Regions from separate parts of the Siniperca chuatsi genome. Here region 2 is linked to region 1. Evidence: chromatin contacts called from public Hi-C data. All regions are on one chromosome and are shown on one strand. Each heading gives the region's core, a stretch centred on a gene start, on an enhancer-like site or on the middle of the called end of the contact. The rest is flanking DNA. Distances are from core to core; before and after follow the strand shown.

What was found. Hi-C and Micro-C count contacts between places; a contact is called where the count stands out from the background.
Region 2: a Hi-C map of liver shows a contact between it and region 1, with 5 times the contacts expected there. The contact joins the promoter of arrdc3a here to the enhancer-like site in region 1. A contact is called at or near these places in 3 of 3 Hi-C or Micro-C datasets (liver, skeletal muscle and an unstated tissue).

The regions. Positions count from the first base shown.
Region 1 is chrLG5:15,234,306-15,240,156 of ASM2008510v1, forward strand. All of the region lies in intron 88 of adgrv1 (adhesion G-protein coupled receptor V1), which reads left to right. Among protein-coding and RNA genes, the nearest start is that of arrdc3a, 70 kb to the right of the region's middle. Within about 2 kb of position 2,941, the one cell type or tissue checked has an H3K27ac peak away from gene starts, as active enhancers do. A contact at or near this core is called in liver, where this site is marked.
Region 2 is chrLG5:15,304,447-15,310,297 of ASM2008510v1, forward strand. arrdc3a (arrestin domain-containing protein 3a) reads right to left here and starts at 3,188. Exons shown (of 8, transcript XM_044198064.1): 1 at 2,632-3,188; 2 at 657-738; 3 at 377-524; 4 at 1-14. The coding sequence starts at 2,911. arsk (arylsulfatase K) reads left to right here and starts at 4,671. Exons shown (of 8, transcript XM_044198068.1): 1 at 4,671-4,927; 2 at 5,120-5,249; 3 at 5,378-5,537. The coding sequence starts at 4,820.

The sequences.
Region 1 (5,851 bases), core at 1,691-4,190:
CTTTGATAGAGGAGATGTAATTAGTGACAGGAATGTCTCCTGAACTTGTGGTCTCAGCCCTGCTTGTACCTCACCATTGATTTGAACTGTCAGGTTCAGCTCCAACCACCTCTGACAGAGAGGGCTCTCCATCTGTGGTGGCTAGGCTGTAATTAGTCACTGACGCTGCCCTCTGTGGGGAGACAATTAAAGCTCCCGGTTTGATTTATTTCTCTGCAACAGCTACAGTCAGCTAGAAAGAACTAGAATAATATCCCACCCCTTTCTGAGAGACTGAGCATTGAGAGCAGGTGCAGGAGATGGAGAAGGTGGAGGCTTGTGATTCAATTTATGTTGTTTTTAATTGTCTGACTGTCTCAGTATTCTGGCTGCCATCCTTTTCACCTCTATAGTTTCTAGTTAGTAAATGACAAGGGTAGTACATTTAGCTGTTAAACCGCTAACGAAAGGAAGGCAACAGAGTACAAGCAAGAGAGGACTAGTGAGCTTGCAGGAAAGAAAAAGGAAAAGAACAGATTAATATGACATCAGTTTTAAATAAAATGCATTTAGTTCCATGTCCTAAAAATTATAAGAGAATAAGTTACATTAACAATAGCTTTATTGTCAGGGAACCACTGAGAAAAGGCCACACTAGTGAGAGGGAAATGTTCCATCTCATCTTCATTGTTCCCAGGCAACTGTGGGCAAAAAATTAAAATCAATCAATTATGTACTATATACTATATATATATATATATTGTATGTACCATGTAAGTTGGTAGGGCCACCTAACACACAGCAAGTCAGTCTGTAGTTGTAGTTCCCTAACTATTGATGTCAGTGTGACGTGTGACCTTTTACAGTTCAGTTAAAGTAGAAAGGATACATCAAATTTCTTCAAACAGCTAGAGCAGTATATTGCCAGTGTCTTGTAGCTACTGTGTGTCCAAAAGTCTAACACTAGAAAATGATGAATAAGATACTGTAACTGAGACTGCATAGTATTAGATATATATCCTGTAGACTTACATAGTTTTAGTAAGATAGCTTTAGATAGGTCCAACAATATTTCAGATACAGAAGCAGGTTGTTGAAGATGTCGGAGGTTCAAACTGATCCGGTTTTGGGATCAAGGCACCCACAGGGTGACAGAGAGCGGCCAGTGACAATGATGACAATGATATAGACGTTGGACCTCCTACTGAGAGATAATAATGATTTGTACCATCCACCACCTAAAACGTGAGTCCGCTCACTGTGAACAAATGTGGTTTTGTGTGTGTGTGTACGCACCACATCTTTGTCACATCAGAGGTTATGCAGTGGCAGTCTCTGGCTCTGGCCAGTAGTTTGTTCTCCCCTCAGCAAGACAACTGAAGATTGTCTGTGTAGAGTGGAAATTTACCCGGTGCATATGTATTATGTAAGTGAGCCTCACCTGGTTGTTTGTGTGTATGTATCTTAATGTGCATGGGATTTTGTGCTCATCATCATGTCAGGGCTTATCACATGAGCAGCAATATTGCCCAGTTATTGCTTGGGCAATCAGAGGTCTGGTATGATGAGTATGTACAGTAAGTACAGTTTATGTATGTGCAAATGTACATACAGTTTTAGTGGGTTATCCACATAAGCCACATTGAAGAAATATTTTTTAAACAGAAAATTGTATATTCTCTAAGAATTGTGTCCCTCCCAATACAGATTTTTTTTTACTGTTCTGTGACAATTATCTTATATTTCAAGAACATTGTAAGTCCATCAAAATCAAACACATTGCACAACTTCTTTTCCAATATACAATGCTTTACTCCCCAAATGTTTTCTGTTAGCTTACCGTCATCAGGGTGAAGATAATTAAACTGAGGTTTATTGTGAATGGAACAAAAACACAGAATCTGATCTTTTCACTACTTTTGATTTGGACTACAGTTATATGTGGTCCTAAATGCAATAAGACCACATTGTAAACTCTCATATCAGTATTCATGCGTTTTGCTGTGTCTCCAGGGGACAGATCACTGCCGTCATTAGTCTGCATTCATTTTACCAAAACATAAATCAATAACAATAGAGACAGCAAGGTCACAAAATTAATGGATATTTTTTGACAAATAGGTGGCTGACGGTTTAATTCCTCTTTTTATTTGCACCCTTTTTCTCTCCTTTTCTCATCTTTCAGCTCCTAGGGCACTTCATAATCCCATTTAGATTCATCCCTTTCCCACTATTTCAGAAAAAATTAGAGGGTGTTTTCCTTAATATTTCCTAACAGGACATGACATGGGTTACTGACAGTCTTTCCAGGGAAAGGTGAAGAAGTGTCAAAGAAGTTATAGTTCTCCTGTAGCACTGTATGGCGGTACCTGTAGTCACTAAACAAACTGTAAAATTTACAACTTTGACAGTTTGAGATAATTACAGGAACCCCATTTAGACCTGTTATTTCAACAAGATATGTTTCTTCTGAAAGTCACTAAACATATTAGTATTGAAATATTCCCCAGAGCAGTGGTGTTAGGTCGTTGTTTTTTAATAACATATGACTGACAGAACTCTCATATTTCATATAATATATAATATAATACTTCAGCCTGGTCAAATACAGAATGGCATTTTGGAGATATGTGGGTGCTTGAACACACGTATCCAGGTGCCGGTGTGGGAAAGGAAAATCTAATCTCCAACTCTATTGCAAACAAAACACAACTTAATTTATCATCCATTGTAATAAAATAGCCTTCCACATCCCAGACAGCCATTCCCACACACTCAGTGAAGTGTTTACCCCAGTGGTCCCAGTGCTTTGTTCCAGAATCTGGGAAGTGTTTAGGTGACTCGTAGTTCTGATTATAAAGGATTTCCTGTTAGCTCTTGGACTGAATCCAGCATTCTGAAGTCTGCACCTCACTCCACAAACATACGCACATAAACACTAATTTCTACCCCCCCCCCATACACCACCCACCACCCTCACTTCCAGTCTCTGAGCAGAATAAAGAAGCTGTCTGATTGCTGTCGGATTCCTAAAAGTTCCTGTTTGTCGTCAGTGTGTATGTGTACATGGGGGGGAGGGGGATTTTAGGTTTTGGACGAGCGTGCATGCAGTTCCTCAGTACTCCAGGAAAGGAAAAGGCATGTATAAATTGCGTAATCCAAGACCTTACCGCATCTTTGTCTGCAGAACAGAAGATCAACACAAGTCCATGTAAATGAAGTGAGTGACTCTGCTTTTCCTAAGGAAGTTTATCTTTTCCCATCATGACCAATCAATCATTAAATCAATAAACAGAGAGAGTTTTTGTGTGTCTATGTGTGTATACTTCTCTGGTTGACGTCAGGGAATATGGCTATCTTATCGTATTCTATGCTTATCCCCACAAGTGTTTGGAAACAAAATGAGAAAGCAAAAGAAGGGAAAGAATGAGAAGAAAACACAGTGTTTACTTATTCCTTCTCCCATCCATTCTCAGATTCTTCCTGTATATTTTTCTCAGAAACTGCACATGAAAGGTCCCTTAATGCTTTAACAAAAATTTTCTTTACAGTGTGTCTTAGGATGTTATTTTTGCTTGCAGTTGTTAAAGAATATGCAGCAAGATAAAATATACTGCATGTCCTTGATAAGATTTTAATGCAATTCTAAGCTCTTTACTGTCTGTCAGCATGAGCTAATGGCAGGCAAGTGATAGAAGGGTATAAAGTATCAGCAGTCAGAGCCTGTGTTACTGTGTGTGCGTGTGTGTATCCCGGTAGGGAGTTTAACCTGAATGCACACTAACCCATAGGGACTCTGTATCACTGTGGGGACAAAAATTGAGGTCCTCATGGGTAGAGACTGCTTTTTGAGGGTTAAGACTTGGTTTTAGGGTACAGGTTACAGTTAGGTTAAGGTTAGGGGTAGGGTAAGGGTTAGGGTGATGGTTAAGGTTAGGGTAAGGGACTAGGGAAAACATTATGTCAATGATGGGGATAGTGAAACAAACGTGTGTGTGTGTGTGTGTGTGCGTAGACAGGACAGTGGAGAGGTGAAGACGGCCTCTTGGGAGACTCACATTACGCTCTCCTGGCTTGTCCAACACCTTGTGCCTAGTGTTGCCCTGACTCCTCTCCTCCTCATATGATCCGACTTTTCAAATCAGCAGCCTCTTTCTTCCATACAACACTCACTGTTCATTGTGACCTTGTCTGTTTTCCCTGATGCCGAAAAATTAGGCTAAACTATACAAACTAATAGCAATTTTTTTGCTCGTAAATTTTCTTTCATGTCTTCATTTTCCTATTTTACTTTCATCTGTCCTTTTCCTTCTCCTCTCACCCAACCTTAATTATTTCACAAAATGATGAGTAATGTCCCTGTTTCTATTCTCTGTCCCCTTTATCATTCTGGCTGCAGCTGGGCTTAGCTGGGAGCTGTGACATTACAAGCTGCACCAAGACTGTCTCTCCCGCTCCTTCTCACTCTATCTCTGCGAAAGTGGCTGGTCACATCCGGTGTGACTCATCAGTTTTACCAATGATGATATTTTGTCATGTTGCGTTTCCCTAAACTGGTTACAGACCCTCAACTTGCTCTCAGAGACTCACCAAACATTTGAGATGTCTGCCAGGACCATTTTCGTCACAGTGTAATAACATCACCAACAATGGAATGACTGCTAGTCCTTAAAGGTACCCTGTGGAGTTTTCTTGTAAACACAGTTGTGTTTACATTCAATGTTTCTCACAAGAACACATTGCGTATGTCCTTGAGGCCTGTGTCACATTTATTTCTCAACAAAACATTTGCAGACCAGGTTGGAGTGTTTGGAAACTTGCATTCTTTCCATCAATGACAGCTTGCAGCGTTTTCTTTCCTTCATTTTGTTGGCACATTTCATCGAGTTTTTTAGCAGTCACCCAACTAACTGTTGATCAGTTTCAAATGTGTAGTGCTTGCAGTGCTTGGTTTACTGTAAATAGACCATCTTATTTAACACCAAGCAATCAGTTTTTTGGCAGATATAGTCAGCAAACTAAACTAGCTTCTGAAGGTGATCTGACCTAAAAAATACTGAGATTTCATGTGGCATGTGTTCTGTAGTCTATTTTAGCCTGATCATCTTCATCTTGGTAGGCTAGATGAAGTAAAGGGCATTGAAAGGGATACTAAACTTAGACTTACACCTGTCCGTAGTATACAGCCTACTGCTTGATCATGTTGCATTATGTTGCACTAAAATCAACTTCACACAATGGTTATTCATCTCAAACCATAAAATCTGCAACACAGAATTAAAAGCTCAGGTAATGTCATAGCCTTTTCATATTTCTTATGATCATACTCACTTTCATGAGGATATAAAGCAATGTTCGACTAATTTGTGTCATCATGTATCAAGCACTTTCCTGACACACTGTGTGCACTCTCATACAGTATGTGCAAACATCAACAATCTGTGTTGTAATAGAAATGTAACCATCCTTTGTAGCCCTCACCCACTTACTGTTGCGCAAATACTTATAAAGGCAGCAGTTATTCATGAATCGGTTTAGTTATTTATCTACCAAGGTGGTCAGATATTTGTCTTATCTGGATTACATCATGAGGTTGCCATCAGGATGAAACACGCATACACGCATACGACTTTCTGCTAATGTGAGCCATCCTTGTCAGTCCAGTACAGGTTTCCTTGGTAAACTATTGACCAATAATAAACTAGTTATGTTCAGTCAATAACTCACTTTGCTAAATATTGTAATGGATAATAAGGAGATAATGCCCTTTAGCTGTGTAGTATTTGCAGTATTCATTATATGCATTTACTATGCTTTGGCATAGGTTGCATGCAGTTATGTTTGTGTGTCCGTGGTCACCTGTTTGCCCCTA
Region 2 (5,851 bases), core at 1,938-4,437, 70 kb after region 1:
CCGGCCTGTGGTGACTTAAGGAAAAAGAAAACAGATGCATTAGCAAACATAGGAGAATTTTTCTTCATATTCCCCACACCACAACCACTGAAAAAAGGGTTAATAATAATATATGGGCAAGTCTGTTCCTGCTATCCACTGGATCATCAGTCAAAACTAGATGACGTTTTTCCTTTGACTCTCATTCCATATATATATTTTTACACAATTCAGGATGATGACATTTCCCCAAACACATGGCCAGGCAAAACACACATGGAAACAGGCAACAAGAGATTAAAATTCTTTCCAAAATTGCCCCGTAATTAGGAAAATGAGTCTCATCGAAGTCTGATTCCCTTCGTACAATGCCTAGGGCTGCTTCAAAAGAACTTACCAGTAATAATGGAGTGTTGATGTCAATGTGCTCAAAGACTGTAAATTCCTTCTTGGTCTTCATGGGCAGGAGCCATGGCCTGTGGAGTTCTGCCTTTACCCAATAGCGCACACTGCCATGCTTCCCTTCGAAAGAGGTAGCCAGAGGTCTACAGGAAAGAAGGAAGGAGGAAAAAAAGAAAAGGGTTGTATTAACTGTCAAAAGCTCACACGGGATACAGCTGAATTATGATGGTATTGATATTTAATTTCTGACTGGAATGTAGTATGAAGACACTTACGTCTGTGGAAGCTCGAGGCTGAATGCATACTCATGTCTTCCTGAATGAATAGTGGTGAGTCCTTCCTCAGAGTTGTCATCCTCTGAAAAACAAGGAGGATAATATTCCAAACACATGTATACCATACCTGGGTAAAATGCTCTACGAAGGCATCTGAAAGTCATACCAAAAACACAGGGTGGGGGAGACAAAAGAGAATGAAGGGATTTTACTATCATATCTGTCTGTAAAAAAAATTAATGTATTGAGAATTAAGCAGCAGACGAATATTTAGAGGACATCAAAAAAGAAGTTGGTTGTTTGAGGTGCCAGAAACTGAGCTGTGCAAGATTGTGCTGTTGTATGAACAAAGAACTACATCCTAGAGATACCATTGTGGCATGTATGATGGAAATACATAACCTATGACGGGGGAAACGGGGCTATATGGGGCAACAATAAAATCCTGATCGGTAGATAAATCTGTATCACTAACATTTATCTCTAGATTAAAAAAAAAATACTCTTGTTTTTCAGAGGGAGGAGAGGACACTTTCGCATCGTCACACTGCTCGTAAAATGTTGTAAATTATTTTTTTTTTTAAATTTCATTTTAAAACATCAAAAGTGCATTTTGAAGAGTTGGGTCGGGTGTGCTTCTGCCAGCTCAGCACTCCCTCCCCCTAGCAGCAGCCGTGTGGTAAACAAGTGCGGAGCTGTCAGTCAAACGGCAGACTCTAGCAGGAGGAGACCGGCCTGAACCGGTGTGAGCAGCTTCCCGCAGCCGCTCTGCTCTCATTACGCATTCACGCTGTGCGACACCGCAGTCACTACTACTAGCCTGTTCCGACCCCAGTTTTCCACTTTAGCATCAAAGGAAATGTTTCATTAAGAGCCTAAATGTAGCTTTGCTAGAAATATCGTTACAATGCAACAATGCATCTCCTCCATTTAAACCTCAGCCCTTATCGATTTGCCTTAAAATGACTAAACGCCTGACAGTCACGCGGAATGACAGCTAGCCAAACCCAATTCACCTGCTACAAACATAGTAGGCTGCTGCAGAGTGGACCAGAAACGATTCGTCCATTCAGTGGTAAGAGTAAAGATGTTGCAGATGGCCGAAAACACCCAAACCACTACAGGCGTTCATGCATATACAGACGCTCACAAAGGGGTGCTTTTTACTCTCACAAATATCAACCATTCTGTGGATAAAGTGACACCATTTGTGTTGGGACATATGTCTCAAGCACAATTCAACGGCATATTATAATTCCTGAAAAACATATGCACAGATTAGAAATATTTTCAATGAAACAACGTATCAGCTTTGCAGCTCTACCTCAGCTTTTAATTGATATTAAATCAAACTGCAGGTGTTTTCTTAATTAAAAAGTTGCAGAATTGTATGTCACTCTCTGCAAGAGAGTGATGTCATTGGCCACACATGAGCACCTCAGCCAATGACACGGGGCATGTGCTTTACTCCGCCCCATCCCGGTCCAGTTTTCTGAACAGGATTGAACCGCTTTGAACAATGGGTGGAAACTTAAGAAAAGCTACAAAGAAACACCCAATATGATGCGTTTCAGCATTGAAAATGTCTAACAAAGCTGTATATACATCACTGCAAGTCATTACTCTATCGCCCTGTATCTAAAAAGAATTATATAATTCTCGCTGTACACTTAAAATACTATGAAAAATACAGTTTCCTGAGCTGCTGTCATCCATTCTGACACCTTGACACAAACAAGTAATGATGGAGCTGTATCTGGCCAATGTGACCAACTACTTTAATACCAACACCACCACATAAAGAGGGTGTAACATGAAAGTTATTCATCTGTCTGTGCATATTGTGTTATTATCACTGTTTCTAACATTCAGGACAACAGCATCCTCCAGTGAACCGGCACAAAGGGCATCTCCCAGTCAGTTTCTCTAAAACTTCTGCTAAACAATAAAAAAAAAAAAAATTATACTCCCTTACCTCTCTCGTGTCCAATTAAAATGTCTTTGTGATTTAGATATTCCACTTCTTCTGTGTAGTTTTGCGTGTAGGCAGTGTTGGATCCAGCATTTCTCGATTCAGTCCAACGAACTTTTGCAAATCCTTTTGCGTGGATTTTGAGAGATTTCACACGGATTTCTCCCGTGACTTCGATGATCACCCTCCCTGAGACGCAGTCCCCGCTGGAGAAAACGGGGACATTGCTGTCATTGAGACAGTCGTAGCTTACTGTGAAGCTCTTTACCTTTCCTAGCACCATGGTGAAAAGAGATAGGCTACAGAGACCTTGAAATCAAATAAAAAAAGTCTGTGAAAAAATAGTCTCATAAGAAAAAGGGGATGCAGTTTTTAGACACTGATCAGTATCTCTGCCCTGCAAAAAGCAGTAGGCACGATCAGTGGCTTCTTTGCGAGCAGTTCATTGAGATGTGTGATGGCTGAATAACAGCAGAGGATGCTGTTATCATCCGCCTCTTTGCTAGTTGGTCTCCAGTCAAAGACAAGGAAACCCCCGTAGCTCAGCTCACTTTAAGCGACAGGCTGTGTGAAAAACAACCTTCAGCGCATGCGCAGGGCTTCTGCCCCCTCCTTCCGCCTTCTGGAACAAGGCAGAGAGGGAAGTGTGGCTCTGAGCCAGATGACAAGTTTGGTCAAACAGCTGAAAGATTGCAGAAATGTTAACCACAGTCGTTTTAAAGGTGAAACTTAACAGGGCATCTGCTAGCATATTGTTATATATTATATGTATTTAAAATACATGAATACATCCGCCCAAAATTTCTCATCCCAACTTGTTTCCAGATTTTTAATTCAGAGATGGATATAAGGAATATGTTTGCTGATTGAACTAGAAACAAATGAAAACACTCTTTATAATATGTGATTATATAGTAACCATTCATAAATAGTACATCAACTCAGAATCACTTTTATATGCCTACCGCTCCCAGTCTTATGTCTAGGCATATGACTTAAGTGCCTGCACATTTATCTGTGATATAATCGATACATATGGTCTCACATATATCCAGGCTCACTACAATCTCTACATCCATGTACAATCAACAGAAAATCGTGCATGATGTCTGCAGCACAGATCATGTAGAATTGCTGTAGGCCTACGATTCAAGGGGGGTGGTGAGCAGAAAAAGCTTCCTATATATTCATCTATCGCATATATTGTCTTTTTAATTTCGATTTAAAGATCCATGAGCATATGGGGGGTTGGGATTTCTCATTGTGTTGAACTCACGGTTTACAGAAAAACAACTCAGAGGCTCAAAACGCCACCTGGTGACCATCGTGGCTTCTACAATGAGCTGCAGTATCACCTGTTGAACAGCACTGTAACTCATGTATTCATCAAACAATTCATGACTGCAAAACAACCCTTTCATTTCTAATTCATTGTGATTATTTACAAGGTGCCACATCAATTCAGCAATACAATTTGCCCATAATGAGCATTTAAATTACAGGAAGTAGGTGTATAATACCTGGGTCTGTGGAGCTCCATGGTTGCAAGATCCGCAGCAAACATCAACGTTATTGGATGGCATCTGATTAAAATCGGATGGCGTTTGATTCAAACCCATAAATTATTGATCATATTTCATGCTACTTCCTATAATTTAAAAAGTGCATCAATTCACTTTTCACATCAATCAGTCATATGAGGTACTATTTTGGTTTCACCATTCATTAGCCTAACTAATAAATAGTTGTGATCTTGACAGTGCCAGCTCAACAAAATTGTGCAGCACAGATGTTTTGTTAAAAGATGAATGCTGCCCTCTAGAGTTTCCAGTTTGTTATTACATGGTAAAAAGCGTATGTATCCCCCATTAAGCGTTTTTCCCTTCTGATTAATCTGTGGAATGATTGGGTGTTTAATATTTATGTTTGTACGTTAAGTTTCTTTTCCAAGTTAAAAAAACACGATATTCAATTTGCACTGATGACTTCTTCAATTTAAATGAATCAAGAAAACTCTTATTTTGAAAGCGTAACCGGGATGTTAATATCAAGTCCCTCAGACTCTAAAGTAACTTGCAGTCAAAGAGGAACACTTTTTGAGTGTCTTCTCTGATGAAATACATCCAGTTCAGACAAAACTTTTCTTTTACAACAGCAAATCATCAGCATTTGAAGTAGGTGAAACGCTGTCATGAATATAGGAGTGTTGGCTTTGATTTTCCTGTTTCAACTTCATGGTCAAAGTTTGTGCCAAAATGGAACCAGACCCAACATTGTGATGGTGATGAGTGATGCATTTGTAAGTATGTTACAGTACAGTGCTTTACTACTGTATACAATAACAGTAGCTTTTGTTTATTTTAGGCTAAAGCACTATGAGAGGACAAGATTAAACTCCATACAGAGATGCTTTATTTTTCCCATTTAATCTTTGTGTGACTGTATATCTCAGTCGGTTTGGGTCTAAATGTCAGTTTTCCTCTTTCTTCAGGATGGGCGATTGACCTTTGATCCTGGCAGCAAAGTTGTGCAGCTGCCATATATAAACTACCTCAGGGAGCTCGGTACCACATTTCTCAATGCTTACACCAACTCACCCATTTGCTGCCCCTCAAGAGCAGGTAAGTTATCCTCTAAAAGGCTCTGGGGATTTCCCTTTCCCTTGCAATTAGAAATATATTGTGGTATTCAAGATGGTAATAAAGGTGGAATAATAAATGTATTTCAACAGTTTAATCTTTGTTCTCAGCAATGTGGAGCGGTCAGTTTGTTCACCTCACTCGGTCATGGAACAACTACAAGTGCCTCGACGCTAATGCAACAACATGGATGGATTTGCTGGAGGTGAACGGATATTCTACCAAGATGATAGGCAAGCTGGACTACACCTCAGGGAGTCACTCTGTCAGGTAGGCAGACACTGTCAGAGATGTGGACAAGAGTGTCTGTAAAGTTGAGCCTGTAACTCAGATAAGTGGGGTCTCAGTTTATTCCTATTCACCAAACTCAATATAACACATACACACCAATATACACAGAAAAATTGTTAGTGACCTACTGCATGAATAAGAAGCAACAACATACTGTGAATGTGGGAAGCTATTTTCCAGAGCAGTGTGAATCATTTTTTTGTCTGCCTGTCCTCACATGTTTTTTTCCACTTCCCATTATTTGTGTCTCTGCCTGCATCTTGTTGGTATTTGTGTGTGTTTGTGCAACTTCT